Linked DNA regions of Mus musculus: all the other regions are linked to region 3. A link is a contact called in public Hi-C and HiChIP or PLAC-seq data. All regions are on one chromosome and are shown on one strand. The core of a region is the stretch at or near the end of the contact, and the rest is flanking DNA. Distances in the headings are between cores, read along the strand shown. Region 1 has its middle 16 kb from the start of Klf4. Region 2 has its middle 78 kb from the start of Gm12511. Region 3 has its middle 7.6 kb from the start of Gm34482. Region 4 has its middle 96 kb from the start of Gm42291.

What was found. A called contact is a pair of places that touch in the nucleus more often than the background predicts. HiChIP or PLAC-seq counts read pairs in DNA pulled down with a chosen protein or histone mark.
Region 1: a contact with region 3 is called in a Hi-C map of bone marrow-derived macrophages, with 16 read pairs. The contact joins two enhancer-like sites. A contact is called at or near these places in 2 of 15 datasets of contacts at CTCF or cohesin (large pre-B cells and pro-B cells), 10 of 484 Hi-C or Micro-C datasets (the C2C12 cell line, adipose-derived mesenchymal stem cells, bone marrow-derived macrophages and 5 more), 4 of 115 datasets of contacts at active chromatin or transcription factors (bone marrow-derived macrophages, embryonic stem cells, extraembryonic endoderm stem cells and 1 more) and 1 of 9 other capture datasets (embryonic stem cells).
Region 2: a contact with region 3 is called in an H3K4me3 HiChIP or PLAC-seq map of bone marrow-derived macrophages, with 4 times the contacts expected there. The contact joins two enhancer-like sites. A contact is called at or near these places in 2 of 15 datasets of contacts at CTCF or cohesin (the NIH/3T3 cell line and pro-B cells), 4 of 484 Hi-C or Micro-C datasets (bone marrow-derived macrophages, erythroblasts and macrophages) and 5 of 115 datasets of contacts at active chromatin or transcription factors (the NIH/3T3 cell line, bone marrow-derived macrophages, cardiomyocytes and 2 more).
Region 4: a contact with region 3 is called in an H3K4me3 HiChIP or PLAC-seq map of bone marrow-derived macrophages, with 6 times the contacts expected there. The contact joins two enhancer-like sites. A contact is called at or near these places in 2 of 15 datasets of contacts at CTCF or cohesin (large pre-B cells and pro-B cells), 4 of 484 Hi-C or Micro-C datasets (cerebral cortex, cortical neurons, granulocyte-monocyte progenitors and 1 more) and 2 of 115 datasets of contacts at active chromatin or transcription factors (bone marrow-derived macrophages and large pre-B cells).

The regions. Positions count from the first base shown.
Region 1 is chr4:55,512,846-55,519,505 of GRCm38.p6, forward strand. No RefSeq gene overlaps it. Among named protein-coding and RNA genes, the nearest start is that of Klf4, 16 kb to the right of the region's middle. Within about 2 kb of position 2,001, at least 148 of the 459 cell types and tissues checked have an H3K27ac peak or open chromatin away from gene starts, as enhancers often do. A contact at or near this core is called in bone marrow-derived macrophages, where this site is marked.
Region 2 is chr4:55,646,839-55,653,488 of GRCm38.p6, forward strand. No RefSeq gene overlaps it. Among named protein-coding and RNA genes, the nearest start is that of Gm12511, 78 kb to the left of the region's middle. Within about 2 kb of position 4,428, at least 310 of the 459 cell types and tissues checked have an H3K27ac peak or open chromatin away from gene starts, as enhancers often do. A contact at or near this core is called in bone marrow-derived macrophages, where this site is marked.
Region 3 is chr4:55,957,554-55,964,514 of GRCm38.p6, forward strand. No RefSeq gene overlaps it. Among named protein-coding and RNA genes, the nearest start is that of Gm34482, 7.6 kb to the left of the region's middle. Within about 2 kb of position 2,693, at least 26 of the 459 cell types and tissues checked have an H3K27ac peak or open chromatin away from gene starts, as enhancers often do. A contact at or near this core is called in bone marrow-derived macrophages and granulocyte-monocyte progenitors, where this site is marked.
Region 4 is chr4:56,217,171-56,223,476 of GRCm38.p6, forward strand. No RefSeq gene overlaps it. Among named protein-coding and RNA genes, the nearest start is that of Gm42291, 96 kb to the right of the region's middle. Within about 2 kb of position 5,046, at least 165 of the 459 cell types and tissues checked have an H3K27ac peak or open chromatin away from gene starts, as enhancers often do. A contact at or near this core is called in bone marrow-derived macrophages and granulocyte-monocyte progenitors, where this site is marked.

The DNA.
Region 1 (6,660 bases), core at 751-3,250, 450 kb before region 3:
TAGCTGCATATGTAGCAGAAGATGGCCTAGTTGGCCATCATTGGGAGGAGAGGCCCCTGGTCTTGCGAAGATTATATGCCCCAGTACAGGGGAATGAGGATATTTTCAAGAGCTAGAGAAGACAGGAATTTTCTTTTCCTCACACCTTATCATAATCCACAAAAATACCATATTTGGATTTTTGCTTTGCTAAAAATGAATATTATTACATCAGTGCTCATATACTTCTTGTTTAAACTGTTTTGCCTTTAAAAAAAATTTTTGTGACAGAGTCTTGGGGAAACAGCCCATGCTGGCCTCTAACTTTCAATCCTCCTGCTTCAACCTCCTGAGTGTTGGGATAACAAGCACGGACTACCATACTCAGTAGGACTAATTACAAACACCGTACCAATGCCCTTCTCATCATAGCCCTTTACTTCTGGTACAGAGAGCACCAGAAAACCCAAAACAAAACAGACCCCCCTAAAAAAAAATCCCAACAGATCAGTCTGGTGAGGTTACACTTCACTTGCCTGTGCCTTACACGCCTACAGTCCCAGAATTTGGAAGGTGAAAGAAGAGGGGGTGAGGTCCAGAGTATGTGAGACCCTTTTAGAAAAGAAGCAGAAGCAAACAAACACATAAAAACTCCTAATAGATTTCCATGGTGACTCTTGTCTCCGTTCACGCTGACTGTTGAATTAGATGCCCCAGAACAGGACTGAAAAAGAACATGTCCAAGAAGACCCATTCCCCCCTCTCTAGGCAAAGTGCCAACCTTTAGCGAGAGCACACAAGTGGCAGGTGTCCCAGGAGGTATCCTCTGATAAAGTCAAAGTCTGGGAAAGGGCGTGAAGGCAAGCTCTCCCCAATCCACCAAATCTGCACACTGCTCCATTCCAGCGGGAACTAGTAACTCACCCTGAGAGATGTGCCTGCTGTACTGGGTCCAAGGGAAGTTATAGGATAAAGACCTCTGGCAACTGGTAAGTCTGTGTACACTAACACTTTCTAACACGATCACTTCAGAAAGAATGTGAGATGTGTGTGGGAGAGGTGTTAAGGAGAAATGAGAGCACATGGTCCCAGTAGTCCGAGCTTCCTACATGGGCTGAGATGTGGCTTAGTGGGTACTTTCTTCCCTCTTAAGTGTCTGAGAACACAGTAGCACACGTTGTCTGAGATGACACACACACACTAAATAAGGAAAGAAATGGGGAAAATTAAGTTGTACTCTGACCTTATTACAGGAGCTGCAGCATATAAGCCACCGCCCCAACTCCACTTAAAAACCTAGTTTTCTGCATTGCAAGCTGCCTGAGTGAGCAAACATGACTGCCACAGGCAAAGATCTATAGACCGCTGAGCATCTGCTATGTGTTGTCAAAAAAGGACCCTGGATCTGCTGGTTGACTGTGTGAGGAGTAAAGTCTCTCTTTGCACCTGTTTTGTGTGTGTGTGTGTGTGTGTGTGTGTGTGTGTGTGTGTGTGTGTGTGTGTGTAGTACTGTTGCTCTTGGGCCCTGACAGCTGATGTCACAGCTAGGGGCTTTGCATTTCTTACTTGGGAAGCAGATAAGATCATTACTATTTTGCAACGAGGAAATGAAGTTCAGAGAGAAGACAGTTGAGTTTACAGCCACAGGTGACAGTATCCCACCTGGGCAGTCGGATTTCTTCTCTGTGGGAAGGTAAATGAGGGGGGTTGTAGCTCTGCTGTCCAAGACCTACGTAGCATGCACAAAATCCTGTCTTTAATCCTTGGTACCAAAACGATAAGAAACAAACCCAGAACCCTGTCCTCGTCTGCAGCCCACCCACTCCTTCTCTGAAATGATCGTACGACCTCCCAGTATTCATCCGCCAAGAAGAGGCCTGGGAATCAAGTTTCAGGAGCCCCAAACCAAGTACTGATGAGAGTCAAAATGAGAAATCCCGTACAAGAGTCAGTCTAGGGCTTGGGTCTAGGCTCTCCCTCCTGCGGCCGCGTTACTGCAAGAGGACCGGCGGGAGGCGCTGCAGACCGCGCCGCACCCGCCTCCAGCTCAAGCCCTCAGGCCTCCCGGGCACCGGGGCCGCCCAAGAGCGTCGCGGACTCTGGGCGATCGGCTCTTCCGCCAGCCACACCCTACGATCTTCCATTCCACCTCCTCTTGGAGAGGAACAGGGACGCTAAGGAGTTCTTCCGGGCGTGGCAGGGGACCTGGAATACGTTGGTGCGCTCCGGCAGAGCGAGAACTGCCCTCAGCGGGGACTCCAGGCGGAGCCCGATGCTCACTGGGTCGCGCATGCGCCGCTTTCCAGTCCAGTCCCAAGTCTCCTCCGCCAGCTGTAGCGGAGCGGCTCGCACCGCATCCCACCCCACAGGGAACCCTATTTCCGACTTTGAATCCCAAAGTGGATAGGCTGGTTCTGGGCTTGCATTGCAGCCAGCAGAAGCCCAGGCAACTGACACTCCAGTCTCCGGGGTGGGGACCCTGGTCGTCTCTGCTGATTCCCCCAAAGCTAATTGCCTCAGGAGAAGCACGTAGACCATCCAGGTGCTGGGCAGAGAGGAAAGGTGTTTCTGAGAGTTAGCTTATAATAATACATCAGCATGCACGTTGGATTTCCATTTTCGCTTTTTCATAGCTTTCCAATCCCCAAGGACTCTGTAGAAATTCAGGTGTGTGATTGTTATGTGTGTGCCACAGATAGCGATGGAAGAACTGCCCAGAACTTGTTGACATTCATTAAAATACAAGCTAACATCCTCACACGTTTTAGACCTACAGTATTAGGAACAACTCATCATGGCAAAGTTACTCGCCCAACATCTGTTCATTCCAATGGGAGGGTTTCTTTCCTGCCAAGAATTTTATGAATTTTATATAGGAGCTTGGTCCTGTTTGGGGAAGGTAGAGAAAGCCTGCCAAAGCGGCCTGGAAGAACTAAGGGATGATTCGCTTGTGACTTTGAAAAGGCTCTTGACGCTGGGAAAGTCGCCCTTCGGAAGAACACAGAAAAACAAAATCCCAAACAAGTGGCACGTGACCAGAAACAGCAGAGCAAGGTCAAGGCCCAGAGTCTGGCCGACCCACACGATTCTGTTCTAGCTTTGTTCAGAGAGGGTCTAATCCTTTGTGGAGAGAGGGAGGGTATTATGGGCCTGAAACCCAAACAACTCCTATCTGGGGATGCTGCAAGCTCCTTTCATTTCACACAGACCAGATAGGAGTAATCGTTCATCACCCAAACTCCTGTTAATCTCTGCATCTCCAATCCATTGTCTTCTCAATTGGAGTCTGCTGACTGGAAAGTTTATCTCCCGAAACCCATCATCAGGGGTGCTTGGAAGCCATCAGAGGGAAAAGGGCATCCAGTGAGTTAGCCCTTGAAACATTAATGATTACCTCTGGACTCAATGCGGGTTTGTTTATCCAAGCAGATTTCCAATAGGCTTCTCCTTAGCCATTGAAAGAACTATCTACTGTAGAGTAGGTCTGACGTGAGCAACGGGCAGGCTGTCCTTTTCCATCCGAAAGGCCACTGCAGAGTCTTCACACTAAGTGGAATGGGCTGTGCTGTCGTCATTCCGGGATTTCAGATGAAGTATGTCATGGTATTGTCTTCACTGTGTTGTGTGATGGAAGAGAAATAGAAGAAACAATCCTGATATGTTTTAAATAAGTATCAAGAGGAAACCAAGCAGGGTAAAGAGCTAAAGACGAAGCAGCAAAGCTCTTTTAGTACAATCTGGAAAGAGTAACTCCTAGACAGCATTCCTTCTGGAATGTCCTTAGTGTGAACAATCACCTCAACCATGAAGTTTTGAACATTCTCCATAAATATGCAGAGAGACGAGAGAGAGAGAGGGGGGGAGAGAGTGAAGCCATCACTTCATTGCTCAATTGCTTTTCTTCTGTTTCAGTTGTCCAGCCTCATCTAGGTTCTCATGTCTGTCCCCCCCCCCCCGCCCCAGAATGAGAAGAACTGTAATCTCCCATGATTATCACAGGGACTGAATGAGAAAAATGCATAAAATGCTGAGCATGGGAACGCTAGGACGGAAGCCTCCACACATGCTGGCCTGTCTTCATTGCTGATCACTTGAATGGTGTGTAGCTGCTTCTGAGGTTACACTAGGACTATCGTAGCCAATGCCCCACTGTTGGCCAAAGAGAGGACATATGCTTATGAGCCAAAGGAGAAAGATGAAACAGTAGCAAATAAGACTCAACACAGCTGAAAAGAAGCTCAATGGGCCGTGCATTGGTGGTGCACGCCTTTAATCCCAGCACTCGGGAGGCAGAGGCAGGCAGATTTCTGAGTTCGAGGCCAGCCTGGTCTACAGAGTGAGTTCCAGGACAGCCAGGGCTGCACAGAGAAATCCTGTCTCAAAAAAGCCAACACCCCCCCCCCCACACACACACAAAAAAGCTCAATGGAGCTAATAACCCACATCAGCCCAGGTTTTGGAGGACACTGTTTGCCTTCTAAGTTCCTGATGTTGAACACTCCTGCTCTCAAAGGCCTGCCCACTGGTTCACACCCGCCCCCCCCCACCACACCCAGTCTCTGTTAGGATACCTCCGTTAGGACTACTTGGTTTAGATACTTACCCCAAAACCTTTTATTGCAAGCTGAATCCAAGGGTTGGGAGTCTGAGGCTAAAATGGAGTTCTACAGGAGCATAACGTTGAAGAGATGAGAAACCCCTGCTTCCCCATTTGTGAGAAGGAGACTTTGAGCGAGCCAGTCTTTGGAATGCCTTTTAGCCAGTCACTCACAGGCTCCCAGACTTGGATCCCGTGTTCAGCGATGCCTTCCAGGCTGCTGAGATCCGAAATGGCTTCTGAGTCATTGGTTCATGCCTGGCGGCACATGTCCGGTGCTATTTTCAGTTGAGATCCTGGTTAGGGGAAAAGGGATTATCTTTAGATATTGGGAGCATTAGAAGAATGTTGGCAAAGGGTTTTGGAAGATGGGCAAGAAATAGGAGTGTTTCCCATGGCCCTGGCTCAGCATGTGCTTCAGAGTAACCAGCTTCCTCGGATGCTTTTGAGCATTGAAGAGGCTTGATTCTCTCTCTCTCTCTCTCTCTCTCTCTCTCTCTCTCTCTCTCTCTCTCTCTCTCTCTCTCTCTCTGTGTCACACACACACACACACACACACACACACACACACACACACACACACACACACACGCGCGCGCGCGCGAGTCTAGCCATGTGGCAGAGGTCGGCATCAAACCTCTTCTCCTTCCACCTCCAGGGTGCTAGGATCACTTGCGTTTTTCCAGCATACCCAGCCTCCTAAGATGTTTTCTTAAACTCACCTCCAGTGGACCCAGCTATAAATAGAGATGCTGGTTCTTCTTCTCAGCGATGGAAGGCGTGCATAAAATGTTTTGGAACCATGCGGGAATTATCCTCGAAGAAAAGCCATGACTTATTCGTGGTGCTTTAGTCAGGGCTACGGGTTGCTACAGTGCAGGAGCTGGTCATTCTTTCCGAGGCCATTGTTCAAACTGCAAACTGGAGGAATGTGGGGTATTTTTTTAATAGAATGACAGACAGGTAAGATTACTTGTCTCTATTAGAAAAATGGATGGTTAGGCCAGTCCTGCCCATGTATTTCTGCATGCAGAAAATATCACCCTATTTAGATTCAAAATGGCAGGGAGGGAGGAGCTTTCGTTTATCTGAGAAGGAGCGTGTATATTTTTTCCAGTAAGATAGTGGGCTTCCAAGGTAGACACACACGGATTCCTTTTGTACCTGTGCAGTCTTAGAGAAGTCACACTCCTGTAGGGCTTCTGTCTTTGATCTAAAACAGTGGTTCTTAACCTTCCTGATGCTGCGACCCTTTAATACAGTTTCTCATGTCGTGGTGACCTCCAGCCATAAAATTACTATCATTGCTACTTCATAACGGTAATTATGCTACTGTTATGAATCATAATATAAATATCTGTTTGGGATGGTCATTTTGGGGGTCATGACCCACAGGTTGAGAACTGCTGACTTACAGGGCTCTAACACAGTGGCATGGTGGCATGCTCCTGCAACCCCAGAACTTGGTCGGGGGCTGAGTTATAGAGTCAGAAGTTCAAGATCATTCCACACAGAGAGTTCGAAGCTAGCCAGGGCTACATGAGACTTTGTTTTAATATATATATTTTATATGCATGTGTGCGTGTGTGTGTGTGTATGTGTAGCAAGATCTTCATCCTCTAGCAAAGTTCTCAGCATACCAGGGATACTTAATGACTGTGAATCCCACCCCCCCCTTTCCTCTCTATCCACCTCTACCCTATTCAACCAGCACCTCCAAGTTCACATGCCCCAGTGCATTCCTACTGCCACAGAGGAAACACTTCCAAGCTGGGGCTAGTGACAACGCTAAAGGACAGAGAAACAGACTTCAAAAAATAAACAAATAAACCATTCCTTCTAAACTCACAACCTGTAAAATTGTCCTTCCTTGTGAGGTTTCTATTCCAGCTTGTAGGTTGCCCATCTGGGAACAGCGTCAGCGCCAAAAATGTTAGGTAAAAACTGTTTGCCAGAGAATTTGGCTGCTGAACGCTGGGTTGTGATGAGAGCATTGTTATGGCAACTCTAAAATCAGTCTACTCAAGCCTTTATGTATAAAGGAAGACACCGAGCAGAGGTGTCCAAATTCATCCCAGAGCAGT
Region 2 (6,650 bases), core at 3,178-5,677, 310 kb before region 3:
TCTCCATCCCCCATCCCTCCTCTGTTTCTCTCCCTTCCCTCCCTCCCTCCCTCCTTCCCTTCCCCATCCCTCCCTCCCTCCCTCCCTCTCCTTCTCCATCCCCCATCCCTCCTCTGTTTCTCTCCCTTCCCTTCCTTGCTTCTTCCCTCACTCCCCTCTTTTGTCTGTTTATTCCTGTAGTGTTTTCTTCTGTCGAAGCCTTTCTGTATCTATGCAGTGGAGAAACTTGAATAGAAGTTGGGGCTCAAGGAAGATTTGGTTGGAGGCTGCTGCCTGCCTATTGCTAAATAGAACCACTTGGAGAGTAAGGTGTCTTGAAACGTAGCACATTTTTTAATATAAATCCATCCAGGTGAGTGAGCAATCCTAGCAGGTCCTGGGTCTCATACAGCGTGTGTTAAAATAAAGCTTGCTTAGAAGTCATTGTCTATAAGGAAGAAGGTGCCAAGTTGTCCTCTCATTCATCTGTTTGTCTGATAAACCAGCTACTTCCTAAAGTGACAAAGGTGGGAAGGATCCCTCGGGTAGGAGAGGAGGACACATGGACATCTGAAGAGGGTGCATGTGCTGACAGCCCTGCAAAGAGCCAGCATGGATCCAAATGTATGGCTAGTATTATTTTGATTCTGCTGTTTTTTGGAGCCCTCAGATCAGAGGAGTCACCTAGCTCGTTTCCTAAGACAAAGAGATACAAAGAGCCAACTAGATAGCACAAAGGTGGGAGAAATCTGAGTGAACCTGATGAGGGTGGGGGAAGAGACATTGCTGTTTATTAAGCACCAATTCCATACCACTTACTGTAGAAAGTAAGGGGAGGACATTTGGCCTAAGCCAATCACCACCGTGTCTATTGAGTTAATGCCATTATTCCCATTACTCTGGCAAATAAACTAAGTCATAGAGAGCTTGTGGAATTTGTTGAGACTCAAACCCAGGCTTTTCTAACTCCTCACTGCTTTCTGAGAAAAATGTTGTGGCAAGAATGCTAACGTGCCCGGTGCCTGGTAGTTTCCCATGAATAAGAAAGCAAGAATCTGATATTGGATAGAATATTGAGAAAATCTAATACCAGATAAAATAGTCCAGTTAGCATTTGTCTGAGAAAATTCCCGAAAGCAAATTGCGTGATTGGCTTTGAAGGAACGATCCTTTCGTGCCAGGAACCCCAGCTTTGTTCTCTTTAGAGGCGATTGTTCAAACCATATATTCCTGGTACAGAAAGATTCTTGAGACAAAAGCAAGCGAGAAGTGCTATCATATGTCACGGCAGAGGAGCTGAAATCCAAGCTTTATAACCCTTCTAAATGGCTCGAGCCTTTGTGATCTGCTAAAATAACGGAGAGACTTATACAGCCCAGGCTCTGAGAGCAGATACCATGGGTGCTAAAGCTGCTGCAACACAGTTTTAAAGGACATTTTTGGACTTTTTTTTTTAATTAAAAAAATTTCTTGAGTCCCAAATGATCTCCCCTGTTTCCTTAGGTGGGTTTAGATCTCAGTTCCATTTTTTTTCAAAGTTCAACTGAACTGGCATTTCCTGTGGCCTAAAAATGTCTTCAATTAAAGGCGAGGGAAAAAATGTATTTTTTTTAATCCTCATCAAACCAAAAAAAAAAAATGGCTGAAGGGATTTTATTCAAACTTTTCCCCAAAATTCACCTTTTGCCAAGACCCAGCATGGAAAATTTCAGCCCCAAAGGATCACTCGTTGGCAAGTTACCCGAGCTAATGAAAACAGAGAGGCATAAAGAGAGTCTGTGTGTAGCTCTAACGATAGTGGCCACTGGAGCCCACATTGTACGAGAAGAAGGGCCTCATTCAATGACCCCCTTTTATGTCGTTTTTTTTATCTTCAATATGGATGAGTCTTGGATTTGGAGTGGTCACAAACAAAAAGCACTTACTTTATGAATATAACGTGGGCAGTGGCATTATTTCAGTGGCTTTCCATAGTCCCGACTGACTTTTGGAATAGACTTATTGTAAATGAAGAGATAAGGCTTGCTTCACGCAATGTTGATCCATTCATCCATTCATGCATTTGCATACTCCTTCATTCACTTGCTCATTCGTTTGCTCATCGACTTCTTAAGTGTTTACTGAGCGTCACAATGTGTGGGGCACTTTAATCCAAGTGGGGTGTACTGTGGTAGGCAAATCGAGGTGGTTTCTGCATTCGTGAGTTTATGGGAAAGAAGAAGGAAGTCAAAAAACATCTGTGGCAAATTCTGTGGGGCAGCAGATGAGGTGCTGAGACACTGAAAGTCAGAGTGATGGTCACCAGGGGCCTATACTGATCGATAAGGAGGGCAGTGAAGGGCTAATGCGTTGTGTGCATCCATTATCAATATTAAGTGAGTGGCCACTGTCCCCATACTGACCAGGCCAGTCACTATTTCTGTCCTCAGATATTCTCAGGCCAGAGGAAAAGCAGCTAGGTAGGCTTGATTGATGTCATAGTCATTAGCTACATTCGATGCAAATAGGGAAGATGGCTGATGGTCCAGAGGTTGGCTTCTGTAAGGAGTAACCATTTCAACAGACATTTGTGTCAGCGATGTAGGGTAACTGAGAAGAGGGTGTGCCATGTCTGCCTGTGAGGTACTTGTAGTCCAGTTGTGTGTTCAAGCTTCTCTCTCTGAGACCTGGGGCCTTGAGAGACAAAGCCTTTTCTTCTTCAGGACTCAGCCTCATGGAACCAAGGAGGTGCCTAGGGAAGGGTGGGTGCTTCTCTGACATCTCAGCTTTTTGGAATTTAGCCTAGTAGTTAAGAACACAGCTTCTGGAAGTAAGCTGTCTGGGTTCAAATGCTGTGCTCAGACTTTCATATTGTGGCACTTTCTGTACACTCACAGCGGGGACAATGGCATCTACCTTCCAGGGATATGGTAATGTGACTATCACTAGTCACTAAAGCTTTGACCAGACCACACATTTCTGATGTACCTCGGTTGATCTGCTGTACCTGGCTTCCCTCATCCCTTCTATCCATTCAGTCTAATTATTATGGGTCAAGAACAGCAATTGTCAGTCAGTGTGCTGGGAGCTGCAGAATCAGCCAAGTCACATCTATCCTTGGAGTCTCCTCCTCTGAGGTGGTTAAATCTCAGTCTTTCTTAGGGAATACTTCTTTGCCTCGTCCACCCGGACAAATAGATATTTGTCATCCCTGTAATACCAAAAAGTGGAGAGGGAGGGAAGGAGGGAGGGAGGGAGGGAGGGTGTCCGTTCCTTTTCCTCATAACATTTGGCTTTTTAGGAGAGTCACTGTGCCAGAAATTTTGGAATATCTTGTTACTTTAGACAACGGAAGACAGGGAGACTTCTCATTTTTAATTGGGAGTAAAAACTTGTGTATGGAGCAGAGGTGAGGTTTCCACAGGTCAGAGAACTCACCTCTGCTGGGCTGGATTGGAGCTGAGGAGGAGGGGCAGCAGAACTGAGTTGGCTTCCTTCCACGAAGTGAGAAATCGCCACGGCATGGATGATGCAACTGAACGGAGATGGTGCAGAAAGTCCTATCAGCACATTGACTCACCTCGCCCAGCCTCAGTTTCCCTTTGTGTAAAAATAAGAGGTCCGAAATTCTTGTACAGGGCACTAGGTTTACCCGAGGGCATGAGCAGGAGAATGCCAGCTGCAGACAGATTCACAGGGAGGGAGGGTGCTTGTGGGATATGAGGGCTTCCACATCTAGGCACAAGGAATATTCCTCCTTTTCTGTTTTCTGGGTCCCTGCATAGCTGGCGGCCCCAGTGAAGGGCTGTAGGGGGCAGCCTGAGTGTTCTGGCTGGGGGTGGGGTAGGGTGGGGTGGGGTGGGCAACAGCTGGACAAGTTACTGGGAAATCATATTATTTCAGACTACTAGGTATTCTAGGGGCGTAGTGATGATGGTGGATCTTTTCTGTTTTATTTGATGAAGTTGGCCTTGATAAATGCTGCTGCTTTGTTTTTTCGCTCTCCCACATGTTTGTAAATCTTCGAAACACGCAGTTCCAGTATAAAAGGGAGGTGTAGAAGGGACTTGATTTGAGCCTGGCTGGAGGCATGCAGCTTTTGGAGTGGCAGCTTGTTGTCACCTTCCCCTGAGACAAAGGCTGTATTAACCTTGGGAGCATCAGGCTTCTTGGCCACTTTCTCTGAGGCCATCCTGATGTGCATTTTCCTTTCTCATCTCTAGGGAGGCAGCACACAGAACGCAAGGCCGCCGAGGATGGAGAGGGTAGGGCTCTGCGAGGTGCCTCTCCAAGGCCTGGGTCCCCAGGTCAAGGGCAAGATGTGCGGTGCAGGCACTCCCGAGCTGGCTGGCGCAGCAGCTAGGATGCTGCGCAGAGCGCTGCTGGCGGCGTCGGGAACTGACCAGGCCGCGTGTGAGCGCCGGGATTCCTGCTCCGGCCTTAAATATGCCGGTTATTTTTATCCCCCTACGTCAGGCCAGCGAAGGCCATCCCACCAGTGGCCGCGGCAGGCTGCTACACAATGTTTCCCTTCAGTCGGGAGGGGAAATGGAGGGAGGCCAGACTTCCTGATCACATGGTGCTGAAGTCAATGAAAAAAAATGAAGGGGGACCCCTCCCTTGCGCTGGGGTGCGCGGGCCAGGGCCCCCCACCCACCCCCTCGGGCCGCGCGGCCAGGGAAGCGCAGGCTCGCGGGCGGGCGCGGGGCCAGGCGCAGGACCGGGCAAACATAAACACCAGATCGGGGCAGTAATTGGCGGCTCCGAGATCGCTGAGGAAATGAGAGGCTTGTACGAAACATCAGCCGACAAGAAACGGGGTGATGTCAGACAGCCTTCCAGGATTAGAAACCCTTAAAAGCTCCGAGCCCGCGGCGGCTGCGGAAAAGCGCTTTCGGTCCTGGCTCTGCGGGTAGGAAGCCCGCGGACTGCGGACGACTCCGGGCTCCTCTCTTCCTCGCTCTCTTCTCCTCTCTTCCCCCCCCCCCCCCCCCACCCGCTCTAGTCTCTTCTCCTTGAATTCCCTTTTTGATTTTGAACTAAAAAGAAGGGGAAAGACGTCAATTTCCATGTCTAAAGCATCTCGCCTCCCCTCCTCCCTCCTTGTATCCTGTTACTACTTTTGGACTAACAGATCCTACTCAAATCAAGCAGGAGGGGGATAAATAAAAGTTTAGCTCTGTTGTCCGAGTCTCTTCGGTTTCTTCTTACATTCTCTTAGAACTGCGAGTTGCAATACTTAGCACACACAACAGGGGTTTTCTAGCTGCTTCTCTGCTCTCCAGTCTTGAGGGCAGCTTAGCTAACAGTCAGTGGCAGGTTGTTCCCTAACCCACAGGAGCCTCCTGTGACCTTACGGTAGAAGCTGAGCCTCATTTGTTCATTGCCTGCATACATCAAAAAAAGCGCCACTTTTCCAGGCGTTTCTCTTTCAGTGTTTACCTGGATTAAAGGGGGTGTGGATGTTTGGAAAGGGCTCGAGCCCCTGCAAGGAGAGGCACCCAAGGCACCCTTTTCAAAGGATGATTTATGTTTGGGTTTTCTCAGATAGGGGCGCAAAGAGTCCGTTCCCTGTCTCTGTGACAGGTGAGCTCCGCACCTGGCTCCTAGCTTTGGGATATTTCAGCAGCTTCACACAGCACTGTCACTTACTCTCCTTTAAGGCAGGTTTGCTCACCTTTCTTCCAGAGACCCAGGAAAGGGTCACAGCTGGGCCAAGTTTGTACAACCTCAGAAGAAGAATGGGGCTAATTCCAAAGACATAGGTTTAACTCATTGCTGTCCACTCATTGTACTCCCCTGCAACACTGTTGAATCTTTTGATAGTTCCCTCCCATGGTTGACAGTCACTTGAGCCAAGTATATCATCCAGTTATACCACCTGCTGGGTGGCAGATAAAAGGCTGTTTTCCAGCTGTTCTCCACACATCTGTCTTTGGTGACTGGGTGCTCTGAAAAAAATCACACGAGGAGGCCTCGTTTTCTAGTACACCCCGGTTGTCCTAGGTTAGATACTGATGTCTCCTTTCCTTCACTTCAGAGTCTTGGGGTCTTGATGGCCTGTTCTTGCCCCCTGTCCCATCACTTCTCTCCCCAGCTAGTGCACATGGTCTGGGGCTTGTGGAGGGGCTGGTGGAGGGACGACAGAAGTATTTCAGGTTCTGAGTTGTGTTATGGCAGGAGATAGCATTATGTCTTCTTCAGGCAGATTGTCCTCTGACGGTGTCTGCCCTCATCCCAATACCCAGAGGCTGAGTTCCTACCTCTCGGCCTTCTCACTTAGCTCTACACTTTCTCAGGGAAGTTACTTTTTGGCTCCAAGTGAGTCTCAGTTTCAACGGGGCTGAGACAGAGTGTGCTCGAAGGATGCTGTGCACGTCAGCTAGGACAAGGCATGTAAAGGACTTAGTGAGCCCAGATCCTATCACTAACCTTAGACTGAAGAAGCCCATTGTGGTGCCTTTAACTAGTACTCTGCACACATGGCCTTACGGGGCAAAAATCTGGAGAGATTCTCCTTCACTCCCCTCCCTTTATTCCTCCCCCCTCCCCTCCACCAATCCCCCCTTTCCCCTCCCCTCTCCTCCCACTGGGTAGATGTGGACACTCAGGGTCTGAGAGGTTAGATGGATGCTGAAGATCACACAGCTAAGTAGGGAAAATATCTCATTTGCCATCTCGTTAGGAAAGCC
Region 3 (6,961 bases), core at 1,443-3,942:
TTCCATGTTATTCAATACATTGGCTGTTCTTAAAAAAGAAGCATTTAAATTCTTTCTCCCAAGGCAGATCTGAGATAATTATGTTAGATGAAACTATTTTGATAAACATCTTTCTTGAGGACACAGCACCTCCGTCACTTTAAAGCCTAAGTTAATTAGATATCTGATGTTAACAAAAGCTTCCATTTAGGAGAAGAGTCCTCAAATACTATATCCCCCAGACTTCTGCTTTAGCCGAGGAGCCAATGCTAAGTACAGCTTTTATCATCAAACTGGCATTTTTGCATAGTTAATCATAGATGTCTGCTGACTCCGAGATGAAGAAGACATCCCCACTTCTATCCCAAAGATGAAAGAGTATCAACATGGTGAAATTTATGTTTTCCCCATGACCAGTCTATAGAGTGGAGTCTCAAATACAGTAAGATATTCACTTTGCAAGGCATCCTGGGCCTATCTGATTTGTAAGGGAAAAGACATTTTGTGGTCACAAAAATGGGATAGTCATAATGACCTCAAGAGTAAACACCATATTGTGGCCCATGGGATGCCTAAATCACCTAGAAGTGGGCATAACGACCAACATCACGTGTGTGTTCTTCATGAGGATTCTCTGAAGTACAATGCTTCTTGTAAATAAGCCGATAAAACTGGAAAGAGAAAATTCTCCTCACCCCACAAGCAAGTGTGCATAACACACACACACACACACACACACACACACACACACACACACACACACAGAGAGAGAGAGAGAGAGAGAGAGAGAGAGAGAGAGAGGGAAAGAGAGAGAAAATGTTTCTAAACTGGCAATGCAAGGGTGATCTCATTATCTCTCTTTAATTTACAGATATAAAAAGAAATACATTCAAGACTGCCAGGTTGCCAGGTGTCAGAGGCTCCTGGTAGAGGTGATGTGAGAGTCAGGAGCCAAAGAAACCTACATCAGAGCTCCTGTTCCCCATTCTCCAGGCTCTGTGACCTCATGTGTGTTTCCTGTTTCTTGGAATCTGAAGTCTCTGTTGTGAAGAATAATGATGCTCATTATAACCTGAGTGGTTCATCCTAGGCATCTCTCACTTGTCAGCTCCCTCCCTCCCTCTGGAGACAGTGTTGAGCAAGGACATAGTGGTGGTCCCACTGAGAGATAAGAGTGCTTTCAAACACTTTGCACAGAGAATTCCAGCCTATTGAGTATATATGTGTGGCTTACTGCTTAGGGGCTGAACAAAAAACCCCAGTCTTTTCCCAAGATGAGCAGTTCAATTTGAGCAAAAGGATAGTCTAATGACAGGACTGAGGAGCACAGGGTTGAGGACCAAAGAGTATTATTTTGCACAACTTCAGAAGACTTTAATAGCAAACACATTGAAGAATCCAATGGGCTTTAGAGTCGGAGTGAGCTGCCTGGGCATCTTTGCCTTGTCCCACTAACTATATGATAGGTTGCAATTTACCCAATCTTTTTGAGGCTAAATTTCCTTATTTGTGAAGCAGAGGTATTGTTAGGTATATTTATCTGAAACTGATCTTATAAACAATAGAGGAAATTTCATATGTGGAAAGTACTCATTAAAAACCAAAGCAATAGCCACATGTTAGTGATTATTGATTATTTTCATTATTATTGAGTAATCGCTAACAACAACATGGGCTGCCATGTGGTGCCCGTGGGGCTGCTGTTCTGGGCTGAGGGATTGCAGCAGCAACATTAGCACATCTCAGGCTCCAAAGTGACATCCGATCACTGGAAGGCTTTGTAAATAAGTCCCTGACCTAATTAAGAGCAGATCCACGGATATGGACTTTCTTTTACATAATAGTAGCAGAGACCACGACACAGAAAAAGCCTGGGGAGGCACTTCCTCAAGTTCCCATGAACATTGCTGGTACATGCATCTTAGGCAGTATGGCTCCAACTTAATTTCTCTCTCAGGTGACTTAACCTCTCTGCCTTTTAGGGAATGAGAAAATGTTTAAGGAGCGAGCACAGCTATCCATTATTCTCAGAACATGTCCTCTTTATTAGTCACCAACTGCAACCCTTTAAGAAGGGTTGGATCTTATGGCTGGCCCAAGATGAATTTCAGTCTTACCTGAGTAACCATCACAGAAGTTGGAGTTGGGGGGAACCTCCCTGATCTCTATTTCAATTGGATCTCAATGGTTGTGAAAATTTCAGTCACTCTTCCAAGAGGACACTGCATATTATGCATCTAAATCCTTGGGGAGCAGCTCAGATGCCCAAGAGTTGGTAGGGTGACTTGTCAATAATTCTACTGTGTTACAATGCTACTCTAGAATTTTAAAGGGCTTAGTCATAGCAAGGTGAGTCCATAGTTTCATTGTATGTTCTTACAAATCTTTACCACTTGCTTTACCGCTGCTTAAATAAACTGTTTCTCTTCTTCCTTCCTGAAGACTCACTATTCACTCTATAATTTCAGTTCAGGATTTCCTGTGTGAAGCCATCTCTGGTTCCCACCCTCTCTCAACTCTACTGACCCATCTGGCTTCAGATCTCAAGATCTGCCCTGTGTAGTGAGTTCTCAAGAAGTTATTCTTGTTTTCTCTAGTTCTGGAGCTGACCTGGTTTCTTCCCCAGCCTCTGACAAATAAATTCAGTGCAATGCAGGAGGCTACAAATCAGCTATGCAGTTGTGAAACCTTTGATTTGAGGCAAGACTTTAGATTGCTCAAATGAGAGTTATGTAACTCTCATTGGCATGGTGCAATGGCAGGAGGACCTCACTGGGAGCAGATTTAGTGGCTTATTTTAATGTGACAGTATCAAAGCTGGCATACCTCCGAGCCCCACCAAGGTCTGTGCTTTATAGCAGGAGTCCCCTAGCTATTCTTAGGACAGGAGAAACAAATCCAAGAGCTGGAAGATTCTAGGAATCTTTCCCTAATTCTCTACAACACTAGATGGCCCATCTGAAAAAGCCCAGTAGAGGCTCCATGGAAGCCATTTCTCCATCTGTAGATCATAATTGGGTCAAAGAAGGTTGTGTCATTGTTGATAATGAGGCTGAAGTGTCAGCAGTAGGCATTTGGGAGAAAGATACTATCACAGGCCAAAATTATAATTATTCAATGGGATTGTTATTTCTTTTTTTCTTTTTTTGCTTTGCTTTTTAATGGTAGAAGAATTGTTTAGAATGTTTAGAAGTCATTCCTACTATGATTTACCCCCTTTAACTTTTCTACTTGATAATCTCATAGTGATGTCTACAGAGAAAAGGGGCTCAATCAATAAAAGCTAAAACTCACATGGCAGTCAGCAACTCAGCTGGAGTAGTGGAAAGTATCTTTCTCTCCCTAAGAATCAGTCTAGATGGCAGACCCTGTATCTCAATGTGTCTCAGTGCCTTCTTTCTGCAGGAGCTTTCTTGACCCTCTTACCAAAGCTAACCTTTCTACCCCACATATCGTTGTTCTGAAGGCCCTTGTCAGAGCTGTCCATACACCTTATGACTTCATAAATTAAGGGCTTATGGGTACATATTGAATCCATAGAACACATTTGGGAGTATATGCTTGAGTCAATTTCTTTTTCTGCAGTTGATGAGCTGTGTGATATTAGACAAGTTACTCAGCCTTTCTGGATGGATTTCACCACCATCTGGGTAATACAACCCACTGTGAAATGTGTCACAGTGATAGAGTAAGATAATACACATGAAAAGTGTTGTAGTACAGACTTGTGGTTTTGGGTTGAACAGTCTCTCCAAGTCATTAGCTGCTCTTTCAAATGATGGATTTCTTTTTAAAGAACTCCTTTGTTTTGTTTTTGTTTTTTAGGAAAACATTTATAAATTTGTTCTTTGTTGACTACTGTCATTCTCACTCTCTCATTTCTGAATTCCCCTCCAAGCCCCTTCCTCAAAGCAATTTCCTTTCCCCAATTCTTGTCATTCTTGTTATTATTGTTTTGTGTTGAGACTGAATTTAACCAGGACCAATAGATTTGGAAATACACATTGGAGCTTGGTAGGTTTATTAGTAGATACTTAAATGAAGATGGTGTCTTACTCCCCCCCCCCCACCAGAATCTATCAGTAGCCAATAGCACATCAGGGATAGTTGGGGCTCTGTGAACCCCTCCCTAGTCTGTAACTGAAAGTCAACAGGCTCAATCTTATGCAGGTCCATGGCAGGTTGCTGCTGTGTATTCATGATTGCATTGGTTTTCCCAACCCTTCTCCCCAAATTCCACTTTCTGGATCATCTCCTGTGATATTTCCTGAGCCTTCAGGAGGGTGACATAATGCCTGGTTTAGGGTGATCGCTCAGCCATCACTGCTTGTCAGCATCGTGAACAATCATGCACTTCTGTATTCATTGCAAAGAGAAGCATCTTTGACTAGGCTAAGAGTAGAATCTATCTAAGGGTATAAACACAAATGTTTGGAGGTAGTTTGTGATATAGAAGAAGCAAATTCTTGTAAGGTCTTAGGAGTGTGAAATGAGCAAAAGGAAGTAAAGAGCCTAGACCAGACCTTGACCCAACCCAATGCACAATGACCATTGATTGACTTCTCTCTGCATTTGGTTACCTTTCCCTGTCTTCTTCCAGGGTACCATACACATGAACTGGCAGAGAGATACTAAATATTTTCCAACTGAACTGGTGGGCTATCGTGGCTTATCACACAAAGGTAGGATGTTCCAGTGTTTTATAGTTTGAAAGTTGTTCTCAATTTTTTAAATTTAATTTTCATGCTGAAAAAGAGGAATATAGCTGAAGTGTCAGGATTAGCCAATTTAGATAAGAAAATCAAGGTTATAACTCAACCCAGGGGTGGGGAGCAGAGAGAAAAGGACTGAGGTGGTTTTGGCCTCAAGGAGAGGAATGACCATAGGAGAAAAGTTCAAAGAGCTACTGTCATGCCAACCTTGCAGACACAGCCTCCATGTGAATGGCTGCATATGAGATAGGGCCACTGTTCCTAGGCCAATGGTAGTAATGAGGTATAACACAATATACTTTGCTATGAAGTCTTTATATCCAGGAGTCAACAAGGATGTGTCTACCCTCATAGCACTGCTGGAGGAGGGGGGCCCTATTCGCTCTTTAGTTTGTAGACTCACTAGGCTTATGCATGCTTCAGCAGAAACCAAAGTGTGTCGTTCCAGTCAGAATTATGCCCTCTCAGAGACTGGAGGGGCCATAGTCAGGCTCCTGTGCACCCAATGACAGCAGCGGAACCCAATTAAAAGCAGTGGCTGGGCTATAATCCATGTAAGACTTGATGGTTCCCTAGGCATCCAGAATCAAACACACTTGCAGAATGAGGGCAGGGCTCATTGGTGTAATTAAAGCACATAATTGGAAAGTCCGACAAGATCCTATTTGGGAAAATTTTCTTTTCACTCTCAAACCAAACTGAGAAGTTCTTAGAAATCCAAACCCCAAGCCCACGGCAGTGTTTCTTTCCTTTTTGTTGAAACCATCTCTGGGGGGCAAAGAAGAGAAAAGAACTATGTCTTCCTTTGTTTCTTTCATCCCTGGATGTAAATAGAAACCCATGTCTTTCCTGGAAAGGGTCCTAAGGACAAGCATATGGCATAGTCTCATGAGAAGTTGCATCAGATCAGAATTTTCTAGAAAGGTTAGAAAACAGCTTTGGTCCCCACCCCACCCCCCACCCTCCCAGTAAACAAGATACCACTTCCTTAAGAAGACCCTATCCATGCATAACGGCCCTCGGCTATTTTGGCCATAACTTTGGCTGAGATGCAGTTTACTTTGGCCAAGGCTTGCTAGCACAGTGGCCAGATTTCACTTTGTTCTTTTCACACATTTCCTGGGGACACATGGGAGGTGTGCATTTCCCTCTCTCCAGGATGCTCAGAAAAGAGTGGATTTGTGGTTTTCTAATGACAAGCAACTTCCCCAGCTTCTTTTTCATCCCACCCCAGAGCTTTGCTTCTCTTTGAAGATCTGCACTCACTAGTTCTCCTCACCCTATGGTCCAGATTCCTGTTTCTCCCCTCTAAGGCAAAAGTCCATCAGGATCCTTCCTATTTGGTTTTTACTGCCACTGTTGGCCCCGTGATACAAAGAAACACTTCTCATTTTTGTTTGCTGTTTTCTTCTAGTATATCTTATGTCTTTTCTTGACTGAGATGCAGAACATACACAATGGTGTACACAAAGACCTGGTGTATGGCTCAGTGAGTTTCACAGCCATAATATCCTTAGGTTACAGATTTTCTGATCAACATACCCAAAATTTGCAGTACCCTGAATCCCCCTAGTGCCCATGGCCATTAGTGCCTTCCTCAAAGATGATGACTCTTCTGATTTTAATTTTATTTGTTCTTGACCTTGGTATATAGAGTCATGCAACAAATGTAGCACTTTTGTAGATAGCTTCTAATGCATGTCCGCTGGGGATTCCCTCTCTTCCTTGGTGTGTGTTAGACACTGAATATGCAGTGAAATGCATGTATTAAAAACTCAATTTTTGAAGCTAATTTTTGATAACATGTGAAAATAATAGTTTTTAATGCCACAATAAGATCTTCACTGATGAGAAAAATCAAAGGCACTGGTAAAAACATTGTCATAGGTCATCTTTTAAAAATAGCACATGACAAATGTCACTCAGACACTTCTCTTCCTCCTTGCAGTCATACATAAGGAACTAAACTGTTTATGTGGATAGCTGCGCATCCGTTTCTCCTTTCAGATAATTATCTTTGAAGAAGTCATGAAAGGGACACATTCAGAAATCCCCTGGGGTCTGGGGGTTTGAGTTGCTCTCAGTGCAGCACCTTTGATTCAGGAGTATGCTGCTCTGCACCTATGCTAAGTCGCTATGTGTTTCAGGAGTTTCTGAGCATTACAGACTCAACTTTATAATTCACAATCAATGTATTGAGTACATTAAAAGAGATTACTATGTGAACACGTAAGAGCACTATGAAGCTTTAAAGATTAGTCCTATAAATT
Region 4 (6,306 bases), core at 3,796-6,295, 260 kb after region 3:
AATATTGATTTATCCATTTTATAGATGGGAACACAGAGGGGTACAAAGACTCACTAGGCTGTAATGCTGGAAAATATCATGGTCTTAAGATTCAGGCTCCTGGAATCCCATTCACCAGCTGAGTGACTGAGGCCATATTACTCATCTTTTCTGAGCATCTGTGCTTTTCTTTAAGACTGAAGTTGAGTAAATGGCCTGAGGTGGAATAAGTAAAACACCTGTCACATTATCTGGCAGTGGCAAAGCCTCCAATAGCAGTAGCTGTTGTTGGTACTCAGTAAAGTCTGCATCGCCCCTAGTTTACCTTGTTTCTGCAAGATTTCATATAGGATGTGCATAGTTTTCAACTACTTTTCTTTCCCGGATCAATGTGGTTTTTATCTAAAACATTGAGAGTGGGCTGAATGGTGTCTCCGTGGTTACACACACTTCCCATTCTTCTAGACGACCTGACATTGGTTCCCAGTAACACGTCTGGCAGCTTCACAATGATCTGTATCTTAGATCCAGAGTATCTGATGCTAATATCCTTCTCACACCCCGGCATGCATGTGCATTTGCCCACATACAGACATACACATATACATGCAATTACATTTAAAAACCATTACAACACTGAAAACTCAGAGGTTGCCACACAGAGAAGTTTAGGAGGTGGGCTAACATGTTGGCAAGACAGAACCACTTGTCATTAATATTCCCCAACTGATACTTATGCAGATGCTTATAGTATCATGGTAATTGATACTGGTGATACACTATGCAGAATAAAAAGACTTTCCCCTACGGCTTAAAAATGAATGCTCTTAAAAGAAATGAATGCTCTTAAAAGGGGAATATTGATGTCTACAAATATTGCTTGGGGAAGCACCAGAAAGCATCTAAAGGCTTTCTCTGGTCTTTCCCAGATAACAAAAAGAACATGACAGACCCAGAAAAGGGTGAAGACACCAAAATGTTCTAGGCTCTGGAATCTCATGTCATGTGAGTCACTGTCAGAACTCTCCAATCTCCTCTACACTGCTATAATGAAAGACCACCCTTTGTCAGGAGACTCTCTACAAACTCTTCTAACAAGATATTAGTCAGAGATAAAGTCATTTGAAGCATTCCGAGCATCCCAAAGAAAGGGAACTTTGAGTATCAAAAGTTAGGCACAGCTCTCGGGAGTGAGTACATCGCTGATCCAAGCTAATAAACTTTCTTTCCCCTCCCTCCTCTCCTTACTTCTCTCCCTCTCTCCCTTCCTCCCACTCAGTGTGTTCTCATGAATGTCTGAGGTGTGAGTTTGGGTATGTATGTATTTATTCATGCTATCATATGTACTATTTACTTTTCCAGAGTTGCAAAGAGAAAGGCTAAATTATGGAGGAGAGCACAGAGTCCCAAAGTGATTCCAACTTGGATGCTAATATAGCTACCACAGCTGGAGCCTGCTTTTCTCTCCTTGACCAATGGACATCTCCTGCTTATCTACACACCTGGCCTTTCCCCAAGGAAGCCATTGCTAGCCTCCAGGTTTACTTAGCCCATTATGGACTGTATTGCTTTCCCTTGAGCAAAACATCCCCACCTGGTCTTTATCAGGAATGTGAGTTTATATTCATTCAGAGTTTATTTAACTCACTGAAAATCTGAGCACGAGTAGTATAAATTATCACTCTCAACAAGTCCATGCCCATGTTAAATACTACAAAAACATTTGAATGAATGAATGAATGAATGAATGAATGAATGAATGAATGAATAAACGACCCATGATCCTCTGAGGCAGTCTATGAAGATCTTGTCTTAGAACACTTTCTTCACTTATAAAATGAAAACCCTAATTTTATTCTGTGTGCCTCATGGATAAGACACAGAACAGCCAAGGCGCAAAGGCAGAGTGGAGTGGTAACTACCACAACATTCGTGCTAGGACAGCCGGGTCTGTAGGTTTGAGTCACAGTTTTCTTCCTAAGAGATCTCCATGTGACTAGTCTGGAAATAAGCAACTATTAGAATTTTGTGCCCAGGTACTTCTCAAAACACAACCTGGATTGATACCTCTATACATGTTACTTGGAAAATTTCAACGTGAGCATTTTTTTGTCTCTTTCTTCCTGTTTCCTTTTGTTGGCTGGCAGAGGAAGCATTGAAACAGACCCTGACATTACAAAATCCTGGAAGGATAGTTCATTCTAGAAGTTTTAGATGGAGAGATGATCCTTCTGGGGTCATGCTCAATTCCATTCTGACCTACAATTCAGAAACCACTGGGGAGTCCACCAGGGAACATATTCAAAGATGCAGAATTGTGAGTCAGTAAGTAGATTATGGATCCTTGCACATCTCCTGACTGCCATAATATAGGCTGCAGTGGGATATGGAATATGGTACTATATAAAACCACTCAATTTTCATAGTAAGAGAAGACAGGCAATCCCAGAACTCTTTTGTGGAAGAAGGGACCAAACGAGCTACAAATAGCAAAAATACATGTCAAAAGACAGCTAAAAGATCAGCTTCCAGTGGCTCTAGGAACTCAAGTGGCTATGGTGGACTATGCATACAGAGACCTCCTTGGGTGTGGGAAAAGTCAGCTGAACATGGATTAAAGGGGCAGCTTCTCAAGCTCTTGGTCACGGGTCATCAGGAGCTCCAAGGATGTTGTCCAGGACCCTGAATTTTAACAAACTCTCCAGTCAGTGGTTAGGTGTACACTGTACTTGAAGGTCCTGGCTGATGTAGTAAACTGGAGGGCTTTACACACACACACACACACACACACACACACAAATATATACATACATATATATACAGATACATAAACATATACATATATGTGTATATGTATATATACATATATATATTATCATAATGGGCTCTTTGTACATTTTACTTACTAGCAAAGAAATATTTTTGAGAGTTTTGAGTTCTCCGGGGAACCATCACTCATAAGAAGCTTTACAAACCAGCACAGACAGCACCTGTGTCAAGACAGGTGCTTGGTCTAACCAAGGAGGAAGAGGATTTCTAGTTCAGAGCATCAGGGTAGAGCACAGGCCTTTCCTAGCTACATCTTGCCAAGCCTGCCTGTGGGTCTGGAAATCAGGGCAAGGCAAGATTCCCACGTACAAAATTAGATCTTGGAAACAGGTTAGTTGTCTTGGACAGACTTAGCACGATGGAATGTTATCACAGTGCTGATCTACACACGGATCTATATGAAACTGAAGTGAAATCGTGCTGTCTTTCTGAGAGAAGCTAGCAGCCTGAGCCAGCAGATTCTGCCATTCATCCTTGCACAAAGGCAAAAATTGAGTTTCTAGAGAGCGTCTAGGACCGACCTTGCTGACACTCCACCCTGGCCCCTTACCCTTTCCATTATGGGTGGAGGGTTAGGCCTTTTGTAACATTTTGTCCAGAGGAGTCTCATCATGTCCCACAGAAAGAGGCCAAGTTCAGGTTTTTCTTTACTGCAGAGACACTTCATTATTCAGTGAGATGAGTGAATCAGCCTGTGACATATTGTTGCATGGCAACAGCAAAGGGCGCATCAGAGGCCGTGTAAACGTCCCTTGCCACCTCTAGGTCATTAATCTGGAGCAACCCATCGGGTCGACGTTTCTCTTTCCATGTGTTGTGCATCAGTCATCAGTCACTTCTGTGGTGAAGAAGGAACACAAAAAATTTTACAACTAGATCGGAGGAGGGGGGGCACATATTTATCTGAAAGATGGCCCGACCCTCAACAACAGTCTTGATGACCTCTGAACATCAATTATTTGCAACATAGGGACATAATGTATCTAGACAATACGATGAAACACCAGGACACTGAATAGCTAAGTCTCAAGTTGAATTAGTGCAGTGCCTTTGTCTTTGTGAAGTTGGATCTACTGGAGTTGTACACAGAAAAGGAGCTCTGCATCTCCTCTTTCTGTCCCATTTTTTAACCAAGCCTTTCTTCACTGTGGTTTTAGCTTCAGGAGAAATTAAACAATGCTAGTTTTAAAGAGACCATAATCTAGGCAAATTCCATTCATCCTTTGTCTCCTTTGATGATCACAGTAATAGGTTAACTCTCCCCTTTCCACATGGAAGGTAGGACAACTCTGTGGAGTTCCCAGTCTCTTTTGGGCCTTTGCAGTAAACTCTCTTCTGTTCAGTTAGACATTGCTTCACTCCTACCTGGAAGAAGCCTTTAGACCCAGACTGTGTGAGCACAAATCCACAAAGGACTTGCCCCAGGTCCTAGAGCCAGCCAGCCTAGAGGTTTAGATTGTAAGGCTCCAGAAACTTCAGGCAGGGCCCCCCTGCCCTTCAGCCCTTTCCTTACACATAAAAAAAAATCAAGGTCAAGAGAACCCTTTCCCAGAGGGTCACACAAACCTTGAGTTTGACAAAGAACCCTCAGAGGCTGCTCTCTTGATGGCATTTCTAACCAGGGCTTTTGTGCGGAGAAGATGGCATTGGAGGGAGCCTGGCATTTCAGGGGCTTAGCTCCTGTTTATCCTTGAATCTTCTTGGAGTCCCTGAGGCTATAATATCCATTTAGAAAGATTAAAGAGGATGTGATCGGGCCAGGACAGAAAGAGAGGTAGGGAGGTAGAGGAAGAAGAAAATAGAATTCTCTAGGACTTAGAATTAAGAGCCTAAGATGCCTCCTGAAGAGGATGCCCTCCTAAAGACACAGTGCTCCTTGGGAAGTCTCCAGCAGGTGAAAGGCTTGGATGGGCCTTTTTTTTTTCCCTCCATGAACTTGGTTTTTCTTTCCCACATTCTCAGGTGTGCTGGGAGGCCCTGGGAAGCCAGCAGACTTTTTCAAAAGACACTTCCACCTCCTAATCTCTTTGCCTACAAACCAAATATTGATCTATTTAGTAAACCAGCCAGTGGAGGAGAGCTTGTATAGCCCTGTTTATTCAGCAGTTGGGCCCCCCTGACAGCTGTTCACTGGGGGATTATGAAGTCACGGCAGTAATTACACTATAAACAGGGGATGGGGGAGAAGAAAGCCAGAAAGTGAACTGTGAGCTCTGTTACCAGGCAACATAAAATATGTAACCGGAAACCCAGCAAGCACGTACATTTCCCTAAAAGCCTCCCAGATGTCCTCACTTTGGGGCCAATGTTCAATTTCAGTTTCGATTTGTTTATTTATCCATCTTCAGATTGAAGACTGGAGCTGAGAATGTTGGAAGAGAAAAGAAACGAATCGAAACAAAACAACAAAACAAAACAAACTGCAGGGGAGAGTAGAGTTGAGCATTCCACCCAGTGTCCCAGCCTACAGGAGAAGGCTGAGGCCCCAGGTCCCTGCTATAGCAAGCTGTAGAGATCAGTGCACAAGGAGGTGGCTAACCCAGGCTTCTTCAGCTAAGACAGCTACAGGATAAGCAGCAAGGGAGAGAGAAGAACAGAAAAGGAGAGAGTGAGAATAAGGAAATAGAAACTGGAACCCACATAAAAGAAACCCTGGAGTCCCCTCGGCCACAGCCCCACCTAGTGGTTGCCCCATGTCGTCATAGACTCTAGTCCCTAAGGCATCCAGCAGCCCTGACTTTGTTCCAGTAGCTTTATCAGAACATGCTAATGCTAAGCTCACATCAGGTTCCCTGTTCTCAACACTTCTCCAAGCCTGTTTATTAAGATTCTAAGTTCAGAAGTGGATGCTCACGGTCAGCTATTGGATGGGTCACACGGCCCCCAATGGAGGAGCTAGAGAAAGTACCCAAGGAGCTAAAGGGAACTGCAACCCTATAGGTGGAACAACATTATGAACTAACCAGTACCCCGGAGCTTTTGTCTCTAGCTGCATATGTATCAAAAGATGGCCTAGTCAGCCATCACTGGAAAGAGAGGCCCTTTGGACTTGCAAACTTTATATGCCCCAGTACAGGGGAACGCCAGGGCCAAAATTGGGGGGGGGTTGGTATGGGGGACTTTTGGGATAGCATTGGAAATGTAAACAAGGAAAATACCTAATAAAAACAGAGAAAAAAAAGATTCTAAGGATCTGGAAAAGGACTTCAGAGTCCCATCAAGATTTGTAGCAAAGACCAGGATGACCTGTGTTTAAATTGGCCTGGCTTCTTCCAGTGCTCTACATGAATCTTGTTGTTTCTCCATGTTCCACGTGGAGCATGCACGCCCACACATAGACACACATTGGTCCCCACCTGGAAGAACACTTCTGTTGAGTCCTGTATTGTAAGCTAAACATTAACAGATTGGGAATATTCAATCTGGACAAGCTTTATCTAAAACAGAACAACAACACAATCAACATGACATGAACCACATTGGTGCTGTCTGTCAAGA